Linked DNA regions of Arachis hypogaea: region 2 is linked to region 1. A link is a contact called in public Hi-C data. All regions are on one chromosome and are shown on one strand. Each heading gives the region's core, a stretch centred on a gene start, on an enhancer-like site or on the middle of the called end of the contact. The rest is flanking DNA. Distances are from core to core; before and after follow the strand shown.

The links. Hi-C and Micro-C count contacts between places; a contact is called where the count stands out from the background.
Region 2: a contact with region 1 is called in a Hi-C map of an unstated tissue, with 4 times the contacts expected there. The contact joins the promoter of LOC112783880 here to the enhancer-like site in region 1. A contact is called at or near these places in 4 of 8 Hi-C or Micro-C datasets (leaf and an unstated tissue).

Annotation. Positions count from the first base shown.
Region 1 is chr20:137,896,254-137,903,116 of arahy.Tifrunner.gnm2.J5K5, forward strand. No RefSeq gene overlaps it. Among protein-coding and RNA genes, the nearest start is that of LOC112786497, 4.7 kb to the left of the region's middle. Within about 2 kb of position 2,793, at least 2 of the 3 cell types and tissues checked have open chromatin away from gene starts, as enhancers often do.
Region 2 is chr20:137,964,889-137,971,291 of arahy.Tifrunner.gnm2.J5K5, forward strand. It overlaps LOC112783880 (nuclear transcription factor Y subunit A-10), which reads left to right and starts at 4,016. Exons shown (of 6, transcript XM_025826958.3): 1 at 4,016-4,192; 2 at 4,833-5,100; 3 at 6,125-6,234; 4 at 6,322-6,390. The coding sequence starts at 4,866.

The DNA.
Region 1 (6,863 bases), core at 1,543-4,042:
TATATATATAGTTTAATTTATTTTTAATATATATTTTGTTCGGTAATTAATTTTTTATGTATATATAACATGATTACAATTTTAAATATAATTTGATATAATTAACTTTGTTTGACCGTTTAATATGATTAAATTTTTCTTTTTTTTTTTTGTAAATTGAAAGTATTTTTGTAGTTAATAGATCAGATATATCATCATTTGTATTCTCTTTTATTAATTTAAACTTTTAAAAAAATAATTTTAGGATAAATTATTAATATTTTTATAATCTAAAAATTTAAAATTTAATTCTTATTATTTGCAAAAATTTTTTTGGACAAGTAGTTCCATAATTATAATTAACCTAATAAATCTTTAATTATAAGTCTTGACAACAGGATAATTAGTCAATTTTTACTAATAATTGATATTTTTTATGAGAGACAGAAAAAAGCTTTGTTTCTCTCTCAACCATTAATAATTATGTTAATTTAGTACTATTCTTAACAAAAAAAGAAAGAAAAAATTTCAGAAGGATTAAATATTCATTTTAAAATTTTGGTCTCTATAAAATTGTATTTTGGGTTTAGATCTAGTAAAATTTAGGAAAAATTCTACTCCTTTCTCTTGAGAGATGTTAAATACTTAAATAACACTCTCATCTTCTCTATTTATAAACCCGTCTCTTATAACTTTTAAAAAATTTCTTCTTTAATCCATTTTAAATTTTTTGTGTTAACTAACATTAATTTTATTCATTTTTTAAGAAAAAATAAATTATTTTTTACAAAAATATCTTTTAATAAAAATTTAATTTTTTGTGAATAAATTTTATTTACCAAAATATCTTTTAATAAATTATTTTTCTATTAATTAAATTATATTTTTACCAAAATATTCTTTTAAAATTTTTTAATGATTAAATTATTTTTTCTAAAATACCCTTCAATAATGATTAAATTGTGATTTTATCAAATTTTTCGTTGAATTAATTATTAAATTGTAATTTTATCAAAGTTTTTGTTAAAATTAAATAATTAATTTTTTCTAAGATCTTTTAAAAAATTATTGAAAGATATCTTAGAAAAAAAATAATTTAATCATTAAAAAATTTTTTAAAAAATATTTTGGTAAAAATATAATTTAATCAATAAAAAAATAATTTATTAAAAGATATTTTAATAAATAAAATTTAATAAAAAAATAAAATTTTTATTAAAGAGTATTTTTATAAAAAATAATTTACTTTTTCTAAAAATGGATAAAATTAACGTTACTTAACAAAAAAGTTAAAATAGATTAAAAAGGGAGTTTTTTAAAAGCTATAAAAGATGAGAATGTATATTTTACAAATAAACTAGTGTATCTTTTCGTACCCTATACAGGATAATACATAAAATTATATAAAAAAATTTATTAAAAAATTAAATAAAAAATATAATCCTTATGGGATCGACCTCACTCGCGTGAGTTTTACTACTTGATGCGACCCGATATACTTGCCGGTGAGTTTGTGCGAAAATTCAATTTTCCCTCATCAATTCATCAAGCTGTTTTGAACTGGATGCATAGGGAAGCCAGCGTACATTTTGTTAAAGATAATTGTGCGTTGATTTTAATATGCTTGCATCCTATTCTTTTCGAGCGGTTGTCTGACCATCTTATTGATCATCCGCCATTATCAAAGATTGAGCTCCAGGTCCCCGGCAATGACGGCAATGTTTCGAGAGTTACCTGAAACTGGGTTGCTTTTGGGCCTGAACATGAGGTGCAGACTCCTTTTGAGGTAGCGTCCGACTTAGGTGCCGCCATCTGAGCTCCTCTTGAGGAGGTGGGGGATGGTACTTGCAAGGAACCCCGATATTTAAGTTAGCAAGGATTTTAGGCAACTTTTTAGTAAATTGGGTTCTGAATATACTTGAAAGTGTCAATGTATTTATAGTAGAATAAATAACTACCTTTTAGAGTAGTTCAATCTTTAGTGGTGTATAACCGTTCCGTTTTATCTAGGGGTTGTTAAGACCTCTCTTCTAGATTAATAGGAGATATCTTAGGAGTTGGTTGAGATTCATCTTATTTGAATAAGTCGGGCCAAATTGGCGCCACGTGGGCCGACCTTATGAGGTTGGATAGGTTCTAGAGTGTGATAAAGACTCTTATTCTATAAACTGAGCTTTAACCTTTTTGGACCTGATTAAATTGTGGGTCAAGATATAAACAATAACGATACAATATTTTTTTTATGTAAAAGCCATTATTTTAAAAGCAATTAATCCAAAGAAACACTTAACGAGACTAAGAAAGATATAATTTGAACTTTACTTGCTCGGTCCATTCTATCTATCTATATATTAATCATAATGGTCTATACTTTAAATTTCTTAATAATAAATGAAAATTTATTTATAAATAAAATTGACTTAGATTTTCTAAAAGATTGACATTAGGAAAATTATTTTTTTTGTCCATGGTATTTTCTAGTTCAACAGACTAAGAATTAATTCGTCACGGATTTGAGCTTTATTTAAAGGTCTGTCGTTGGCCAATGAATTGCTGCATGCACGAAATGAGATTTGAACTCCCAATACTTATTTAAACGGACAAGTGAGCTCGACCAACCAAATTGGTTAAGAAAACTATTTTATACTAAGGTGAGTAACTGAGTACCATATTGAATGAATTTAACAAATTGTGAATGTCATCAGTAGTCTTTTTTGTATTGAAAGAGTATATTTTGGTTGAGATTTGGGCTTGGCAAACGCCCAACCCACAAACACAACAAACAGGCATATATTTATAGCCCATCATACTCATTGAAAGTTCATTTATGAAGTAACAAATTCCTTAATCTCTTTCGACCAAAACAAAAATTGTTACGGGCCTAAGGCCCGTATGTAAACCAAAATATAGAAAAACAAAAACTCGTTACAATTATGGATTTTGAGCTGATATAGCTTTCCTACCTCGCTTCTACAAATGTCTGATTATTGGCTACCTATTATACAACTAAATCCACTAATATAGTATTATGTGTAGTGCCTAACCCACAAATCACAAATTAATATTAATTGTTGTAAAATAAATATAAAATAAAAAAATATAAGTAGAAGATTCTAGTATTACAATTACTATCTCAATATAATAAAGATGATTAATATATTTACTAATATTATATGTAAAGAGTGAGAGAAAAGAGTATTCAAAAATACTTGTAAAATAAAGAGAGAGAGAGAATTGTATTAGTAATATAAAAAAGAGAGAAGATTTTTTATTGCTTCTGTGTGTAATAGTCCCTCTTGCTTCTCTATTTATAGGCGAAGGAAGATTTACATTTTCAAATTTCTTTAATGCATTCATCCTTGAGAGCATGAGCCACCCATAATAAATGGCATCCACATACTCATTCTTATCACAACACTCCCCTTAGATGCCCATTTAGGATTATGCCTCGTTAAAACCTTACTAAAAAAAACCTAATGGGAAAAAAATTTTAGTGAAGGAAAAAGAGTACAAAATCCTTTGTAATGGGACTACCTCGTTAAAAACCTTGTCAAGAAAAACCCAATGGAAAAAAAACCTGACTAAGGAAAAAAGAGTACAGTCTCCCCCTCTTGTCGACATCATTTAACATCTCGAAATCGATATATCTCAATATGATGTACCAATTTTTCAAATGAAGATTTTGGAAGTGACTTTGTAAATAAATCTGCTAGATTATCACTTGAACGGATCTTTGATGTATCCACCTTTAAGTTGAGCAATGCATGCTTGATTATCTTCAAACAAGACAGTTGGAGCTATCTTCTGATTAATCAGTCCACATGATGACAGAATATATTTGATCAAACTCCTGAGCCAAAAATACTCCCGACTTGCTTCATGAATTGCTAGTATTTCGGCATGATTAGAGGATGTTGCTGTTACAGCAATCGTCTGTTTCATGGACCTCCATGATATAGCTGTTCCACCATATGTAAACAGGTATCCTGTTTGAGATCTCTCTTTATATGGATCAGACAAGTACCCAGCATCTGCATAGCCAACTAGTTGAGACTTAGATCCATAGGGATAGAACAGTCCCATATCAACCGTTCCATAAAAATATCGAAAGATTTATTTGATTCCACTCCAATGTCTTTTGGTTGGAGAGGAACTATATCTTGCTAGTAAATTCACAGCAAATGATATATCGGGTCTTGTATTATTAGCAAGATATATTAGCACTCCAATGGCACTAAGATATGGTACTTCAAGACCAAGAATATCTTCATTTTCTTCTTTAGGACAGAACTGATCCTTTTGCACATCCAAAGATCTTACGATCATTGGGGTACTCAAGGGATGTGACTTATCCATATAAAATCTTTTCAAGATCTTCTTTGTGTATGTTGTTTGATGAATAAAGATCTCATTTTTTATATGCTCGATCTGCAGGCCGAGACAAAATTTAGTCCTTCTAAGATCTTTCATCTCAAACTCTTCTTTTAGAGTTTTTATAATTGTTGGAATCTCTTCAGGAGTTTTAAATCATCAATGTACACAGCAACTATAATGAATCTAGATGCAGATTTCTTTATGAAAACACATGGACATATATCATCATTCTTATATCCATTTTTGGCCAGATACTCAGTAAGACGATTATACCACATTCGTCCAGATTACTTCAGACCATATAAAGATCTTCGCAATTTAACTGAGTATAATCCATGTGAATATTTATTGGATGGTTTAGATATCTTTAGTCCTTGAGGGACTTTCATATAGATATCCCGATCTAATGAGCCGTATAAGTAGACTGTTATCACATCCATTAAATGCATATGCAGTTTATGATATGCAGATAAACTGACCAAATAACGCAATGTTATCGCATCCACTACAGGAGAATACGTTTCTTCATAATCTATACCGGGCTTTTGTGAAAAATCTTGTGCCACAAGTCGGGCTTTGTAGCGCACAACTCCATTTTTTTCATTTCGTTTTCTCACAAATACCTATCGGTATCCAACAGGTTTTACATCTTCTGGTGTATGGACTATAGGTCCAAAGACATCACGTTTTGCAAGTGAGTCTAACTCAGCCTTGATGGCTTCTTTCCATTTTGGCCAATCATTTTTTTGTCGTCATTCTTCGACTGATCTTGGCTCAAGATCCTTACTTTCATGCATGATATTCAATGCCACATTATATGCAAAGATTTCATTGACAATTGTCTTATTTCGGTCCCATTTCTCTCCTGTAAAGACATAATTTATCGAGATCTCGTCATTTTCACAATTTTCAGGTACCTGAACGTCTTCTGGCGTTAAAACTATATCAGAATTTTGAACAACTGCAGGTGTCTTTACTATGTCTTTTTCAACAGGAATAGTATTTACCTCTTTTATTTTTCGAGGATTTTTGTCTTTGGAATCGACAGACCTGCCATGCTTCTGGCGTGTATTTGCTTCGGTGGCAATTTGTCCAACTGGAACATCAATTCAAATTGGGACATTTTTCGCTGGTATATAAGATTTGGTTATCCTCTTTGTATCAGAAAATATATCAGGCAATTCATTTGCTATTCTTTGCAAATGTATAATCTTTTGAACTTCTAGTTCACATTGCCCTGATCGAGGATCTAAATGTATCAAGGATGATGGATTCTAATTAAGTTCCTTTTCAGGAAGCTTATTCTTTCCCCCTAATGTTAGAAATTTTGATTCATCAAAATAATAATCCGCATACCGGGCTTTAAATACATCTCCAGTTTGTATCTCAAGATACCTCACTATAGAGGGAGAATCATATCCAACATATATTCCTAATTTTCTTTGGGGTCCCATTTTGGTAGGAGAAGGTGGTGCAATAGGAACATATTTCGCACACCCGAATATTCTTAAATGGGAAACATTTGGCTGCTGGCCAAAAGCTAATTGCATAGGAAAGAACTGATGGTAATTCATTGGCCTCAAACAAATAAGTGCTGCGACATGTAAAATAGCATGCCCCAAACCGAGGTTGGGAGATTTGTTTTCATAAGTAAAGGTCTAGCAATTAATTGGAGGCGTTTAATAAGTGATTCTGCTAACCCATTTTGTGTGTGAACATAAGCTACTAGATGTTCGACACTTATTCCATTAGCCATACAATAAGCATCAAAATCTTGGGAAGTAAATTCACCAACATTATCAAGACGAATTGCTTTGATTGAATTTTCTGGAAATTGTGCTTTTAATCGAATAATTTGAGCCAGTAATCTCGCAAACGCCAGGTTGCGAGAAGATAATAAGCACACATGTGACCATCTCGAATATGCGTCTATTAGGACCATAAAATATCTAAAAGATCCACATGGTGGATGAATAGGTCCACATATATTGCCTTGAATCCTTTTTAGGAATTCAGGGGACTCAAATCCAATCTTTACTGGTGATGGCCTTAAAATTAACTTCCCTTGAGAACATGTAGCACAACAAAATTCACTAGATTTAAGAATTTTCTGATTCTTTAGTGAATGTCCATGGGAGTTTTCAATAATTCTCCGCATCATGGTTGTTCCCAGATGACCCAATCGGTCATGCCAAGTTACGAATTCATTTGGGCTAGTAAACTTCTGGTTTACAGTGGCATGTGATTCAATTGTACTAATCTTGGTATAATATAATCCAGATGAAACTGAGGGTAACTTTTCTAGTATAACCTTTTTATTTAAATCATGAGTTGTGATACATAAGTACTCATGACTTCCCTCATTCATAGTCTCAATATGATATCCATTTCAGCGAATATCTTTAAAACTTAACAAGTTTCTTAGAGACTTGGTAGACAATAGTGCATTATTTAGTATGAATTTTGTTCCTCCGGGAAACAAAATTATAGCTCTTCCGGAGCCTTCAATC
Region 2 (6,403 bases), core at 2,766-5,265, 70 kb after region 1:
ACCACTCCTATTTTTGGTTTGAGAAAACTAAAAGAAATTGAGCAAAACGAGAAAGTACAGCCAAAAAGGTAGTGATGGAAATATTAGAAAATAAAATGAGTGTCAGTCTTTTGGATTACTGAATCCATACAAATGTATTAGGTCTTGTTTCTTCGATAAGTGTCTTTTATATTTATGTGAAGTGTAAATCCAATATCAACAAATGTTAATCCTCTTTGCAATTCAATGAAGAAATAATGCATGGGTTTGGTTTAAAGTTTAAACAATATATATAATTATTTATTTTTAAATGCTTTTTAATTTAAAATATTCGATCTAGACTTTAAAATTTAAATTTTAAGATTAAAAATTTAAGATTTAGTTAAGATATTTTATTTTTTATTTTTTATTTTTTATCTTTAATAACAAGTTAATTTTTAAAAAATATTATTATTTTATTTTTTTAAAGGTGGATACTACAATGAAGATTTTATAACTGTCTTCATGAAAATATTTCTTTTTGATCATTGGATGATAGATTGTATAATTAGATTTTGATATTTATAAAAATGTTGTCTTTGTTTAAAATGTGACTATATAAATAAATCACACTTTTAAACAAAATATTTTTATAAAAATATGTTTTTGTCATCTTCATTTAAATAGTTGCTTTTTTTAAATACATTAGCATTTCCCTTAATACATAATCAATAATTTTTGTTTTAAATTTACGCGCGCCTCTTCTTCATCCATGTTGTTGCAGCATCTTCTTCTTCTTCTCCCATGTTGTTGTTGCTTCCTCTTTTTTTCTTTCTCCTTTATCCTCGTCTTTCTCTTTTGTTATCATCATTACCTCTTCCTCCTCCTCCTTTTTTATTTAAATTTCTTCTTCTCCTTTCCTTTCCTCCTCTTTCTTTTCTATCGTCATCATCATCGTCATTATCATGCATCATCGTTATCATTATTGTTATTATCATCATCGTCGCCTTCTTCTTCTCCTCTTTTTCCTCGTCTTTCTCTTTTATTATTGTCGTCACTACCACCACACCACCACCACCACCTCCATCTCCTCCTCCTCTTCCTCTTCATCTTCTTTATTTTCTCATTTCAATTTCTTTGATTTCTTCCTTCTTTTTTCTCCTCCTCCTCCTTCTCCTCCTCTACCATCATCATCATTATTATCATCATCGTCGTCTTCTTCTTATATGTATAACAGTTCAAATTCAAAATGCACCAAAATTCCTTAATGATGGCGACACACAAAAAAACTCAGTTCAAAACAAGTTCAGACCAAAAGTGCACTTTATTGAAATTTAGAATGCACCAAAATTAAATTCAAAATGCACCGAAATTAATTAATGATGACGATACATGAACAAACTCGGTTCAAAACAAGTACAGACCAAATGCACCTTATTTAAATCTAAAATGTACCAAAATTACTTAATGATAACGACATATAAACAAACTCAATTCAAAACAAGCACACACAAAAAATGCGTCTTATTTAAATCCATAATGCACCAAAATTTACTTAATGATAACTTAAAATTCCTCCTCCTCCTTCTTTATTATCATCGTCATCTTCTTCTTCTTTTCTGATTCATCTTTTCTTTCTTATTTTACCTTCTCATGATTCTTCTTATTTTACTCTCTTAACAAGAATAAAAACAAAACAAAAATCAAACAAAGAAGAAGCAGAAACACATAATGCTGCAAAAATTACTAGGAAGATGATGAACCTACATTCATTCAACTAAATAAGATTGCAATATATACATTACAAAAATGTTCATTCAAGTCTAATATGAGAAGCAATGCTCTTAAAAGAAGAAATAAAAGCAACAGAAAAAAAGAAAGAAAGAAAGAAGAAAAAATGCAACATTAAAGAATGTGTTTTTGTGCTTTTGTAGTAAAATTTTGTTGTAAAAACTTAGAAATTTATGTGTTATTGTTAAGAAATTTTGGTATTATTTGTTCTGATAAATTCTGCATAATTTAAAACTCTTTCTCTTTTTTTTTTCTTCATTTTCTATTATTTCTTCTTCTTTTTCATCTTTTTCTTCTTCATCTTCTTTTTATTTCATTTTTTCATAATTCTTTTTATTTCACTCTTTTAAGAGGAAAAACAAAAAAAAAAGAAAAAAAATCAATGCTGCAAAATTACTAGAAAGAAAAGGGAAAAAAAAAACGTAGTAACAATGGTAGCAATAAAAGAACGACGAGAAGAAAACACACAAAGAAAAAGGAGGAATGTGTGAAGAAGAAGAAGGAAGACTGCGAAAAAAAGAAAGAACGCGAAGAAGAAGAACGATATAAACGTTCACATTTACCTTAATAAATGAGGAATTAGAACATATATTCACGTTTTCATTAAAGAAACGGATTTTATTGGATTTAGACTAATTTAATTAAATTTGATTGTCAAAAAAACTTAAAATGTATGACAAAAACTATTTTAGGATTGAGTTTTGTGGATATAAATGATTTTATTAAAAAGATAGTCACAATCGTAATAATGTAGATATTCCTAATTAATTTGAATAGATCACCTCTTATAGATGATGGTACATATGCTTGTTTTTTTTTTTTTTTTTTAAAAAAAGGTAGTTAATACTTAATAGTCGAATGACTTAATTTATTATTAATTAAGCCAACTTGCATCCTTTCTTAATTAATTTATTTATAGTACAAAAGAAATACACTTATGTTACTAACTAATTCAGGATTATAATATTTTTGTTTCTATTCTATGGATACCCCTATCCTACTGTCCCGAGCTTTTATACAGACAAATAATAAAACAAATTTCTATCTTAAAATTTACTATCTTGTATGTATCTTTTTATAAATTCATGCATGGTAAAGACATGCATATGGATGATGGATCAGCGCAAGATTTTTGTTTGTTAATAGATAGAACCGTTACCCAGTCAGCAAGTGGAGAAAGAGAGACGTGGTAAATGATGGTACACAATGGAATTATATCATAATATAATTTTTAAAAAAATATAATAAATAAAGAAATATTAAACAATATAGAATAAAAATTTTATACTCTATATGTTATAATATAAAATTTTACAGAAAAAAAAAAAAGAAGAAAAAGAGGGTAAGAAAGTAAAAAAAAAAAAAATGGAAGCAGAAATATTAAAATAAAAAATATTATATATACATAAAAATTAATTATCAAATTAATTATTATATTTAAGTTATTTTTAATATTTTTTTTATTTCAACATATATTTTATATAAAAAATTAATTTGGTAACTATTTTTTAATATATATTTAACATAATTAAAAAAATATTCAAAATAAAGAAATTTATAAAGTAATAAATAGAAGATTAATTTTTATTGATATAATTTTATATTTAATTATTTTTATGTGAAATTAATAATTAAAAATTATTAAATAATAATTTAATCAAATATATAAAATTATCTAATAATTTTTAAGTATCAAATCAATAAAAAAAATAATTGTGTATATCAAACTCTACCATTTTCATATTTATTATGTTTGAGTTCTACAACCTTAATTTAAGATAATTAAACTCTCATTTTAACATACTTTTTAATTTTAGATTTTAAATTGAATATATATAGATTAAGATCTTTTAAATAAAAAGTTGATCAATTGAGAAATTAATTACTCTTAAATTAAAATAATAAGACACATATTTCATAAAAATTACAAAATTAATAATAATTAATATTTTATTTTATGATAAAGTATTAAATTGGTCTTCTACGTTTGAGCGTAATTCTATTTTGGTCCTTAAGATTTAAAGTGTCCTATTTGACCTCACAGTAAGACTATATTGAAATTAAATAAAATTTTTTTAGATTTAAATAGGACAATTTAACATTAAACACTAAAATAGAATTACGTAGACCAAATTAATATTTTATCCTTTATTTTATTATTTTATCAACTTTTTTTACTCTCTCTCTCTCTCTCTCTATATATATATATATATATATATATATATATATATATATATATATATATATATATTTAAAAAAGAAAAGTGGAGGGGTCCAGGCAATGGTATTGGATGTTGGAGTGTATTTCCATTATCACTTGTACGCTTTTCTGTGCGAGCGTGTGCAGTGTTTCTCTCTTGCTTCTTATTCTTCCGGCATGTTTATGCTTCCAATCTAATGGGCTTTCTTCTTACTCTCCGTTAGATTTCTATTCCACATCTATGTACCTCTCTCTAACCTTTCTCTTCTTCTTCTTCTTAGTCTGAACTGTTTACTGTCTTTGACTCTTTTCTACTCAAATCTATTCTACTTTACCTTTTTGAGTTCCTTTTTATGCTGCTGCTGCTACTGGGTTCTATATATGCATCATGCATGGTTTCTGCATCTGGGTATTGTGTTTGTATTTGTATTTGTGTTCCGTATGTATATATAGTCCACTCTATATGCTTTTTCTGTTGTCTCCTCACTTGTTTGTTTCTTTCTTTGATTGTAACTCTCTTCTCTCCTCTTGTTTTGTCATCTTCTACTTATTTTCACTCTTTTGTCACCTTTCAAGCATTCAAATCTTCTGCTTTTACTGTTTCTGTATTATTATTATTATTATTATTAGACTGATTAGTTATGGATATTGAAATTCTGGTTTTGATGTGAAGAATATTCTGTTTCCTTCAAACCCTCTTTTGTGATTGTATATGCTCAGGAGTAAGACTAGATAAACACGATAGAAAACTAGAATATGCTTTTAATGCAGTTTATCTATCCCCTTTTGTCTTTTTTTATTTTGGGGGAAAATTGTTATTTCAAAACTTTATGTTGGTTTGTTGTTTCTGATCCTGAGATTCTTATTGTTTGTGTGATCCTAGAAATCATCTTTTGGATCGATTCGAACGGTGTATATGGCGAAGCAAAGTGTTTATCCTAATAAGGAACATGAAGGGATTGTACACAATTCTTCAGGGCCCTGGTGGAGTCTCTTTGGATCTCAATATGGGGAATCTTGTGGCCAAATGAAACCCTTTTCACTGGAGATTCCCAACTATGTTGATCAAATTGCCACCGGCAAGCAATCGGTGAGAGGAGCTGAAAACATATCTGGGAAAGGACATACAACTCAGTTTACCATCTTTCCAGGTATTTCAATTGTGTTCTAAACCAAACTGTGAATAGTTAATTGATAAATGAATATATAAAGCTATGGATAGTTTGGGAAACCAAAGACAAATTAGAGAATATTCTTTTCTATTAAGCCGCGGATGGTTAGAAAGTACTTTGGAGTGCATCTTTTCTAAGGTGACATGGTTAGATAGCTCTGATATGAGGACCTTTTTTTGTTGTTAAGTTAAATTATTTGTTAAGGCATTAGTGAAGCTTCTTGTTATGAATGGCGGGTCACAATTAATGCAAGGAAATGGATTTTTCATTTGAAATCTGAAGACTTTAAGATAGCCTTTCAAGAGGGTTTACTGATATCAAGGTGAAATCGTGTTCTGCTTAGTGACTTGTATTTAAACTGGAGAAAAATTCATTACCTCAAAAGGGATGGTAATCTCTTGAAAAATCTAGTTTGCCCTCATTGCAATATCTTGCCAGGTGGAACGAAAAGGTGTCGTGTACAGATTGGCTGAGCTTTTAAGTGAAATGGCAATGTATCTCTACTAGTTAAAGATGGATCCAGAACATACTAACAAAATTCATAATCTAAGGATATGTTTGGTTAGCGGATAAAAAATAGGTAGAATTTTCCTAGATGAGTTTGATTTGTAAAATTACACATGGAGCTCATCCATGAAAAATTTCACCTCATTTTTACCCTCTAACCGAACATACCTTAGAATAGAGACTTCATCAGTTGGACATATTCTCCAAGAGGCTTTCATTTACATAGTGGCAGAAACAGAGAGAGGATGAAGTTGAACTAGTGAGTAATCATGGACGAAACACTAAAAACTTTTCTCTATAATGATTTCCATAAAGTATGAAGCTGAAATGATCTTCCAGAGTTGAGTAATTGGTTTCTTTATATAATCAGACAAAATCTGATACTCTTTTTCTTTTCTCCCCATTTTGGTGTTTTGAAGCAACAATTTTTTTTGTTCACTTTAGAAAAGAGACTTCAACTTTCATGTGTATAACCATCCAAATGTTTCTTTTTCAGATGATTGTAAAATGCCATGTGGTGCACAAAAGCCTCAAGCAGCCCTATCTCTGCAGTCACCACTTGCTGATACCAACACTAGATTCGAGCTAGGATTCAACCAGCCAATGGTAATAGTTCTCACAAAAACAACCACTTTTATTTATTTATTTTTTGTCGACATGATTTGCTTATGCTTGGTATCTTTCCATTTATAGATCTGTGCAAAATATCCATATATGGATCAAATTTATGGGCTCTTCTCACCTTATGGACCTCAAATTTCGGTTTGTCGTTACT